Regions from separate parts of the Rattus norvegicus genome. Here region 2 is linked to region 1. Evidence: chromatin contacts called from public Hi-C data. All regions are on one chromosome and are shown on one strand. Each heading gives the region's core, a stretch centred on a gene start, on an enhancer-like site or on the middle of the called end of the contact. The rest is flanking DNA. Distances are from core to core; before and after follow the strand shown. Region 1 overlaps Tnr (tenascin R). Region 2 has its middle 11 kb from the start of Mrps14.

What was found. Hi-C and Micro-C count contacts between places; a contact is called where the count stands out from the background.
Region 2: a contact with region 1 is called in a Hi-C map of mammary epithelial cells, with 2.8 times the contacts expected there. The contact joins two enhancer-like sites. A contact is called at or near these places in 3 of 12 Hi-C or Micro-C datasets (the A7r5 cell line, the Rat2 cell line and mammary epithelial cells).

Annotation. Positions count from the first base shown.
Region 1 is chr13:74,660,978-74,666,186 of GRCr8, forward strand. Tnr (tenascin R) reads left to right here. Exons shown (of 21, transcript NM_013045.2): 9 at 166-429; 10 at 1,093-1,362; 11 at 2,486-2,605; 12 at 3,525-3,671. Among named protein-coding and RNA genes, the nearest start is that of Tnr, 39 kb to the left of the region's middle. Within about 2 kb of position 3,029, at least 25 of the 93 cell types and tissues checked have an H3K27ac peak or open chromatin away from gene starts, as enhancers often do.
Region 2 is chr13:74,948,705-74,954,457 of GRCr8, forward strand. No RefSeq gene overlaps it. Among named protein-coding and RNA genes, the nearest start is that of Mrps14, 11 kb to the right of the region's middle. Within about 2 kb of position 2,982, at least 4 of the 93 cell types and tissues checked have an H3K27ac peak or open chromatin away from gene starts, as enhancers often do.

The DNA.
Region 1 (5,209 bases), core at 1,779-4,278:
ATCTTACACTTGGGATGTAGAGGAAAAGGATCAAAGTGCGAGGTCAACCTCTGATGGATAATGAGTTCAAGATCTGTCTAATCTAAATAAGACCTCGATTGATTGATTGATTGATTGATTGATTGAATGAATGAATGAATAAAATAAACTTATTTTAATCCACAGAGCTTGACAGTCCCCGAGACCTCATGGTAACAGCCTCCTCAGAGACCTCTATCTCTCTCATCTGGACGAAGGCCAGTGGTCCTATTGATCACTATCGAATTACTTTTACTCCATCTTCTGGGATCTCCTCAGAAGTCACTGTGCCTAGGGATAGGACTTCATATACACTGACAGATCTAGAGCCTGGAGCAGAATACATCATCTCCATTACTGCTGAGAGGGGTCGGCAGCAGAGCCTGGAGTCTACTGTGGATGCCTTCACAGGTACCAGGGCAGCAGGCATCTCAGTGAGGTTCAGAAGTTATTAGATCTGAACACGAGGCTATTCAGACGTCCTAGACTTCCAAGAGAGAAAATTAAGAGATGTGTAAGGGGCCGGGGGGTGGGGTGGGGGACTAACATATGCATGAAAAGAAAATGTTTGAGACAAAAGGGAAAGAATGAGCAAGGATCCGAAATTTTATGTCAGATTTCTACAGCCTAGACACAGAAGCCGATTTGTCTATCTCTGCATTAAATCAGTGGGAATGCTAAAGCTCTCTGTCATAGTTTTCTGAGTTAGAGGTTTTAAAATCCTGGATACAGGGAGGGGGATGGGCTAGGGGGCTTATAGACAGGAAAGCAGGAAAGGGAATAATAGTGGAAATGTAAATAAAAAACATCCAATAAAAAATTAAAAATTAAAATCCTGGATCCATATTATGAATATTCATCAGAGATACTTCTAGTGTTATTAGACTTGACTGTTCAGTATGTGCCTTGGAAAGAGTGGACTAGCCTGGACTGGAGTGGGAGGAGGAGGTAGGTCCTCTGAGCCAGCAGGTGAGAGTATAGCCCTCATCATCATAGAGGGAAGTCAAGAATCTCGGCCCAATGGCCCGCTACCACACATATGCCTCAGAGCAGCCAATCTTCTCTACTTTGCAGGCTTCCGCCCTATCTCCCACTTGCACTTTTCTCATGTGACCTCCTCCAGTGTCAACATCACCTGGAGTGACCCATCTCCCCCAGCAGACAGACTCATTCTGAACTACAGCCCCAGGGATGAAGAGGAGGAGATGATGGAGGTTCTCTTGGATGCCACCAAGAGGCACGCCGTCCTAATGGGTCTACAGCCAGCCACTGAATATATAGTGAATCTCGTAGCTGTCCATGGGACAGTAACCTCTGAACCCATAGTGGGTTCTATCACTACAGGTGAGGCTGGAGAGGTTGAAGAGGGTTCTCACTTCAGCCTTTGAAAAGCCAATGCAATCTAAAAAAGGAAGCATTCAATAAACAGCAGACTGAGTCTGTGGCTAATAGACTTCTGTGAGTTACTTTGAAGCAGGTACTTCTTCCAGCCCTGCATAAGAGACATAGGATGAGAAACTCCCATTTGAAAAGTAGGAAAGGCCCAATGCTCTGCAGGCTCAAGTCTTGGATGTATTGGTCCTAGATTTACCAATCTAGGAAAATGCCCTGGAAAAAGCTTGTCTCTGAGGGAATCCTTCTAAGTAAAAAGGTGATGTTTCTATTCTAGAGAGCCATCTCTTGACTGCCTAATAAATGATTCTTCCTCAGAATTAACAGAGAGCTAGCATGTAACCATGTAGTAACCTGACATTCAGAGACAGGAGCTGATTTGCACTGTTTGGAAGACTTAGAACTCCTAGATGAGTTGGGTCATTTCCATTTGGTCATTTGCAAATGCAATGCCAAAATGACATATTTGTACATAAAAACACGTATGATTAGATAGTTCCCTCCATACTGACAAGAACTCACAAATTGGAAAAGTATGTTAGTCTGCTAGTGCAACCCCACAGTTTAAGTGCACCATAAATATGCACCATAAATAAAATATAACTTAGGAAAGTATATTTGTTTAGGATTTGTGCTCTAAACTCTCTCTACAGTTAATAGGCAATTTTTCCAAACTGAGCCAAAAGTAGATGATAAAAACTAAGAGAGAGTAGCAGAGTTGACTTTTTCCAGGAGAAGTTTCCCTTCGAGAAGATAATTATGTGATTCTCTATTTGAAATAAAACACATGAACTTAACAGGAAATTTCTAGTTGGTCTACATAAGTAGTAGTTGCTGCACAGAAACACAGATCTTGCCAGTTTAGCTTCCTGTTGTTAGGACATTCATGACTGGCTTTAGCTATAGCTACAATGTTACAAGTGTGACATCACACTGTCATTTAGGGATGCCCAGTTAGTTGTGTAGGGTTATGCCTGCCTGAGGGATATTAGTGGATCAACACAAATCTAGGAATAGATATTCCATTTTCAAACTGTGCTTCTGTCTTTTCCCCACAACTCCCTGATCTTTGTAGGAATTGATCCTCCCAAAAACATCACAATTAGCAACGTGACTAAGGACTCCCTGACAGTTTCCTGGAGCCCTCCTGTTGCGCCTTTTGATTACTACCGAGTATCCTATCGACCCACCCAAGGTAATGATATGATCTTGTTTCTCAAACATAAATAAGGCTCGAAGTTGGTTAGAGATGATTATGGGGGCACAACCACAACCACATGGCATAGGCCCCCTCTGTAGCATAATCCCTCAAAATGAGAGTGTATTGATGAAGAAAAACCGAGAAACCATGAGCTCACCAACTCCTCTCAAAATAGGCTTGATTATCCCACCAAGAGAGCCAAACACTTTTACCACTGGAAATAACTGGACACCATTAGCTAGGCTACACAATGAAAAACAATGAATTCTAAACGACTTTATCAAGAGCCAGCACTACATGTACTATACAGAGCATAAAGTCTAAGACTAGAATCCAGGGTAAGGATAAAGACCTAGCAGAGCCAGATGGAGCCCTGGAGGGAACCGCAATGATGTGATCCTAATTCTACTATTGTCGCCAATGTATGAGTCAGAGAAACTGGCAGAGAGCTTGCCTGTATACTGCCAGTTCTTGCTGGTATATGAGGCATTGTTAACAAAGTGGAGGGAATGTTCACTTCCAGCCAGAGGTAGGACAGTTTCCAGGCTACCTTTCTCTGGGCTGCATAGGATACTTTTTGCAGCTCTGCTCACTCTGATATACTATACCCTGTCACTATACTGATATGCCCACCTCAGAGAAGACCAGTCTGATAGAAATCTACATAATAAATGGCTCATTTACTTTTGTTCCAAGAAGCCCATAAAATGAAAGAGTGAGGCCAGCATATAAGATCTATGTAAACCCCATAATTACCATCTTATGAATCATTTATCTGCCTTCCCTTCCCCATTGCATGCTGAGCCCACATCCATCTGTGCCTCATGACCCACTGTCCCAATGTACACGGAGCCATGGACCCGCTGATGAGAGAACTGTTGAACTTTTAATGATGGATTTTGTTCTTCCTCAGTGGGACGGCTGGACAGCTCTGTCGTGCCCAACACTGTGACAGAGTTCACAATCACCAGGCTCTATCCAGCTACTGAATATGAAATAAGCCTCAACAGTGTACGCGGCAGGGAGGAGAGTGAACGCATCTGCACCCTGGTGCACACAGGTAAACACACATGGCTCTTTTGTTGGGTGTCCAGTCAGGACATAAGCAGCGGGCTTGAAACAAACACCGGAAGCAGAGTGAAATCATTCCAGCTCATACAGCAGATACTGGCTCCAGGGCCTGAGACGACATTCCTTGGCTCCTCTGACTCACTGTCCTTCAGGACAAGTTGTGGTTTCTCTCCCTACAGACTGTTCTGTCTAATAATAGGAGCTTGGTGAGTCAGACTTGAGGAGAAGTCTTGCTGGTTCAGGTTAGGAATGTTCACGGAACTTCTACTATGAAGAATGCCCTTTCCAAGATGCATGATGGAGATAGATTCCACAGCAAACATTTGAACCATTGGATCTCTTTAAGATTGGGTGGGGGGAGAGAAACATCAGAGAAAAGTTGTTATTCCAGTTTCAGGAAACTAGGGGTAGGGTGAGATTATTCGTCATACATAACCATCCCATAGGTGTGTTGTCTTTGCTCCAAGGAAAAGACTCTAAGTTCTTCACCTGTATGAAGGCAGTAGAGGTGAGGGTGGCCCTTCTTAGCATCCCCAGAGGCTGTCAGGAACACTATATAATCCTTGTTCTCCTGTAGGCTGACTAAATGTCCTTTGTGTCCTCAAAAGGAGCTCCAGAGGAAGGGAGGTGGGGAAGAAAGATGAACTTTAATATGGGAAGTAGGAAAGAGAAATTCTTCTACCATGCCTTCTTCAGAAAAGGAGCTCTGGATAAACCCAAGGATAGGTCTCTCTTTCAGTAACTCCACTAGCCTTCCTTCTCTGGTCCTTAAGCAAGTACAGCACATAGAATTAGCAAAGATTTGCTCTAGATTCTGGTGGAAGGCACAGCCATCAGTTTCTATCGTTAACAGTGAGAACCTTCTAGTTAAACCATAGTTTCCACTACACATAGGAAAACATTTAGCCTGCCTCATTAAGAGAACACCTGGATTTCCCATCGCTGCTTAATTTCCCAAGAGATGGTGTTTTCTGAAGGAGGGAAATGTGCCTAAGAAATCCTCCTGCCTTGTAGGTCCCCTCACAAGAGCCAAAACAGCATCTTTTAACACAGTGGCAAAAACATTTTTCAGAAACATAAAAATGTACCTTTCTCAGGACAGCAGTCTCCCTCCTTCTGGATCTGCAACTGTATGTTAGATGCACTAGCTATGTTTTGCCAGTGATCATTAAAGTGGGCTTGATAAATGTTGACCAGAAGAAATGACCATTGAGCCAAGAAAGGCCTTTCCTGCCCTCCTGAAAGTTCTGCCTTATTTTCTCATTGAAAATCATAAAATGGACTTCAAGAGCACAATTTACCCCAGATAAGAGTGCTGTGACTCTGGCCAAAAGCTAACTCCTGAGCAGCAAACATCTCAAAAGCACAAACTCAGCAGCCACCAAGCGACACTGCCTTTCTGGTTAGCCAGACTGGTTCTGGGAATTTCCAGTAACTGTGCCACACTCAGAAGTGTCCTCATTAGTTGTTTAAAGCCATCACAATGATCTTAAAACTTGTAGAAATGACAACTCCTTCAAGAGATGG
Region 2 (5,753 bases), core at 1,732-4,231, 290 kb after region 1:
GTATATCTGAATCATGGCAGAATTATAAACCCCTTGCAAAAAACACATACATACATACATACATACATACATACATACATACATACATACATACATACAAGCATGCATACATACATAGATATGCACACATGCATGCACACACACACACAGACAGACAGATAGACAGACAGACACTGTAACTGTGAGCCAGGGAGGCCAAGCTGCCAAACACCATGGACTGGATGTCAGCTCAGCTCCATGTGCCCATGAGTCTGGCCCTATCCTACACTGCCAACTCGCATGCTGTGTTCAGTAGCCCTGTGGGCACAACCAGAGAAGGTGGAAAGAATTCCAGGGCCTGAGTCAAGAAGGTGTTGAATACATGGAAGGAAAACGAGACTCAGAAAGAGAAACCTCTTTGCATGCCTGTTCTCTGTAACCAATCAAAACAAATATGCAAGCTTCTCCTGGAAGCTCCTGGGAGGAAAAGTGAACACTTTCCTATCTCAGTTGGGGAGGCTAAGTGGAAACTGACTATCTTATCCATTACCATCAATGTAAAGGGTGCCAGTGTGCAATGCTATGACTTTATGTAGACATTAGCCATTATGAATAATACCAATTAAAAGGCTTTTCCTACATTTGTTCTACTTAGGACTTCATTTTGCCACAAGACTACCTCGAGTTCGAAAAAGCAAATTTTTCTTTTTTTTCTCCCCCAACTCCCATCCCCTCCCATGCAAATTTTCTGTCTCTTCATAAAAATAGTTCAACCCCGGGGAAAAAGCTTCAGAACCATACACTTCAGACTGGCTAAACATAGAGGTTATGGAACAGTGTTCACACAGGACATGCCCTGTACGCCACACTCTCATCTCAACCTTATCATCTGCTCTCCACCCTCTTGGTCAACAGAATCTGGTGTGAACTACACTGGTCTGAATGCAAACATTGGTTGAGAGAATGGCTTTGAGGGAGACCACCAGAGAGAAGATCTGAGAAATGAAAGCCCCAGTGTGGTCAGAGGTCTTTGGGAAAGTGATAGGACTTTCTACTGTGGTCACAGATATTACACTAGGGGCTTCGGATTTTATTTTGAGCAGCTACCTCCCCCAAACAAGTGGTGTTTGGAGAGGCTCACTCTGAGAGTAGAGGAAGGTAGGGGACAGTATTGGGCAAATAATGGGTCAAGAAAATGGGGGGAGGGTCTGTATGGGGTTACACATCTGTAATGCCAGTACTTGGGAAGGGAGGGGTAGGGGGCGGGGAGCTCACCACAGGTTTGAGGCAGGTCTAGTCTACAGAGAGAGTTCGAGGCCAGCCAGGAGCACAAAGATCCTGTCTCACAAACAAAAACAAAACAATAAAAAAAGTGGAGGCAGGACTAAAATAGAAGTTTCAAATCCAGTTCACTGTAGAACAGACAAGAGGTGAAGACTTTCTGAACTCAGGACCAAGATAGGAATAAACGATAAGAAAGACCTGTGGCACAATCAAGGGATGAGGAGGATCGTTTGGATGGAATATTCTTAATTCTCACCTAAACTCCCCCCTCCACTCCCCAAAGTGAGATCCAAAATAAACGCTTGTTTGCGGGTAACTTGTGGGGAACAAAATAAGGGATAGAAATAGCAGGGGGAAGAAAAAAATGGAGAAACCATACCAAGGTGCCATTCATATCAACTTAGCCACTGCAGGCCAGCATCTCTTTGAGGCCTTCTGAGGTACCCCATACCGTTGTTTTATGGTATTTTCCCAGTGTCAACTCACCAGACATGGGAGCTGAGCATGAGCGAGTCACAAACAGGCCTCTGGCTCACTAGATGACCAAGCCAGCGTCAGAGAAATCCAGAGACAAGAATGGAGGGGTACCTGATGTAAACACACAGTGCCTTTTAATACAAGTGAACTAAACCAGAAATTGTCTGCTTAGAACTAGTCCGTCAACAGTAGCTGGAGTAGGAGGTGAGACCAGAGAGTCACAGTAGAGGCTAGTATTGTGGGAAAGAAAAGAAGCAGTTCCTGGTGATGACATTTACCAACTCATGAGCAATTTGGAGGCGCTGATCTCTACTCAAGTCCATGTTGGGAATTCAAAGTCCCTCGTGGGATGCCAGGAGAGCCACTGTTCTGACCTCTTCTGCCCTCTACCTTATTTTATTTTGTCAAGGCATCTCCCACTGCACTGCCTTTACGTGTTTATATCTTTTATTCTTTCTGAAGCCTAGAATGTTTTTTCCTTAGAAACCTCTGGGCTCAATCCCTCATGTCCTCCAGATCTCCACTTAAATGTCAACGAAAGTCCTTCTCTTATTATATGATCTAACAGAGAAGCCCACCATAATTCTCTCTTTCCTGCTTCATTCTCCACTTGACATATATTTATTTGTAATTTGACTCCTCCCTAACCTCCAACAGAATATCGGGAGCGCACGCCTATCAAGAAAAGAAAAGAAAGCCACCGAGTTGGTTTCATGCAATATTCACACTGTTCTGGTAAGAACGAGATGCATAGGCAATCGCACATTATAAAATATGAATTGTATAATCTCAGTGATTCTGCATGCAATTAAAATGCTCATGCTTTGCATTGTGAACTGGCATTGTATAATCTAGAAATGAGTGGTTCAATTCCTGCTAATGGCTTAAAATTGAATTTAATGATTTCATTTTTCTTTATTAAATAGCAAATAAAAACCTGTGACAAGTTGGAAGTCTGGGAAAGAAAGGAAAACGCTTCGTGTTTAACTTCCTCTGAGAGCACTTCCCTTGCAGTTTTTATCGTGCACAGGCCCTACACAATATGTGGCCTCTTTTGCCGGCAAAGGAGGCAAATTAATCCCAGACACGGGTCCCATCTAATGATAGACAAGATGTTATCATTTTATTTGGAATGCAGCTGGGTTGGGGGTGGGGGACACAAACACAGGAGAGACTTGTAGAATCTGCCAGGAGACCCTGGCTGAATTCAGATGTAGTAATACTGCCATCCTGTGTCCAAAATGGCTCACAGCACTTAACTCCAGGTGGAGCCTAGCAGGCAAGAGGTGGCCTGCAGTTTGCACAGAACCTTCCTGACCACTGCCACCATGCTAGTTAACTGATGGAATTATTATTTGGTGGAGTTTAAACAAAGGCAGATACATAATGAGAACAGTGGTTTCATCTATCGTCCGTATACACCATTTTCGAGCCGGGAGGGAGGGAGGGAGGGAGGGAGGGAGGGAGGGAGGGAGGGAGGGAGGGAGGGAGGGAGGGAGGGAGGGGAAGAGTATGTGTGCACATGCGCACACCTTTCTGTTTCCCTCCACGTGTTCTCCTTCAACCCCACTTACCTCCTGTTTGAAGTTTGTTCTTCTGTTGGTCCTAGAACTCTAGTTCTTATGAATGCAGACACATCCAGCTCTTGTGTGAAAGGCCTGGTCCTAGAGAGAGTTGGCCCTGAGAAGCACTACAAGGGCAGATGGGGTGCAGGAGAGCCAAGGATGCTGGAGATTTATGGCCACAGACATGGATTAAGGACAAACCACGTAAACGCTCTTAACTGTGGGACTAAGAGGCTAGTACCAGGTTAATTCTGTTATTGCTCATTTAAAACGGGAACAATTACTCAATCCTCCCTAATCAGAGATAGTAAGGAAAACGTCCATCCTGTATTAGAGTAAGTTACAAACCATAGGGACAGCAGAGTGCTTTGATAGGGGATAAAGAGGAGTCAGAGAATGAAGACAAAAGAGGGTGGATGGCTCTACACTATAAACGTGAGGGAAGCAGACATTTCTGAAATTTAATCTCTTGATGTTTTGGTCATGGCTCTGACAGCCTTGTCCCTGGGGATAAACAAAGGATACTGACTGCCACCAGGGAAGACCCTTTCCTTCACCATTGAAAAACACACTTTAAAAACATGGGAGTGGGGAGGAGAGAGGGGGTTGCTGGAGAGACAACTCAGAACTTAGCACTTCCAGAGGACCAGGTTTGATTCCCAGCACTCACACGGTGGTTTATAACCATCTGTAATTCTGGTCCCTGGGTATCCGATGTGCTTCTCTGGCCGCCGTGGGCACCAGTCACACAAAGTGGTACATAGACATAAATGCAGTCAAAACGTTCATACACATAAAATTTAAAAATCAAATAATTAAAATATATATGTGGAAATGATAGTCATTCGATGATGAAAACTGGTTAGATTTTTTTGTAAATTAACCTCTGTATACATGTATTAAAGGAATATATGTAAATTATAAGGAATCTGGAAAAATTTAAATCGTAAGATTGCCAGTAATATACATATATATGTGTGTCTATATTTGAAATTTATTAGACTTTTTTGGGGGTGGGGGGATTTTTGAGACAGGCTTTCTCCAAGCCCTGGCTCTCCTGGACTCACTTGCTTTGTAGACCAGGCTGCCACCAACTCACAGTCTCTGCCTTTGCTTCCCCAGTGCTGGGTCAAAGGCATGAACCACATCCAGCGCTAGACATTTTTTGTTTTTCAATAGAATTTTTAAAATTTTAAAGTGTTTTACTTATTCACTTTATATCCCTCTCACTTTTCCTCTCCCACAGTACTCACTCTCTCCTCTGAGAGTGAGGTATCTCCCTGGGTGTCTCCCCACCCTGGCACTTCAAGTCTCTGCAAGGCCTGGCATTTCCTCTCTCACTGAAACCGGACAAGACAGCCCAGCTAGGAGAATATATGTCACAGACAGGCAACAGTTTTGGGGATAGCCCCCGTTCCAGATGTTCAGGGCCCACAGAAAAATCAAGCTGCACATGTGTTATAAATGTGGGGGGAGGCCCACGTCCAGCTCTTGTGTGCTCTTTGGTCAGTGGTTCAGCCTCTGAGAGCCCCAAGAGTCCAGGTTAGTTAATTCTGTTGGTCGTTTTGTGGAGTTCCTATCCTCTCAGGGGCTGCAATCCTTCCTCCAATCCTGCAGTCCCCAAACTGCATCCACTGTTTGGCTATGGGTGTCTGTATCTGTTTGGGTCAGCTGGTAGGTAGAGGCTGTCAGAGTGCAGTCATGCTAAACTCCTCTGCAAGCATAACAGAGCATTATTAACGTGTCAAGGATTGATGTTTGCCCATTTGAAGCGTCTCAAGTTGGGCAGGTTAGCTATTCCCTCACTCTCTGCTCTATCCCCAATCCCTGCGTTTCTTGTAGACAGGATAAGTTTGGGTCAGAAGTTTTGGGGTAGGATGGTGTTTCTATTGTTCCAGCAGGTTTCTTGCCTGGCCACAGGAGGTAGCTCTCCCAGGCCCCATATTCCCAATGCCATGAGTCACAGCTAAGGACACCTCCATGGCTTCTTGGGCGTCTCCCCTATTCCAGGTCTCTATCTCTTCCTGGAGATGCCCCCCATCAGTTGCAGATTTCCATTCATTCTCATGGCCATCCTGCCATTTCCCTCACCTGTCCCTCCCCACACCTGACCTCTAAGCCCCCACCCATCCCTGATCCCCTCTCACCTCCCTCTTTCTGCCTTCCATTCCAGTCCCCCTTCACCTCATTCAGGACGATACTCTCAAGTTCCAACCATTTGCCTGCAAAATTCATGACATCTTTGTTTTTCATTGCTGAATAGTATTCCACGTTTTCCTTATCCATTCTCCAGTGGAGGATGTCCCAGTTTCCAGTTTCCAGTAGGCTGTTTCCAGTTTCTGGCTATTATGAATAAAGCTGCTATGAACATAGTTGAGTATGTGTCCTTGTGGGATGGTGGAGCATTTTTTGGGCTATGCCCAGGAATGGTGTAGGTGGGTCATAAGG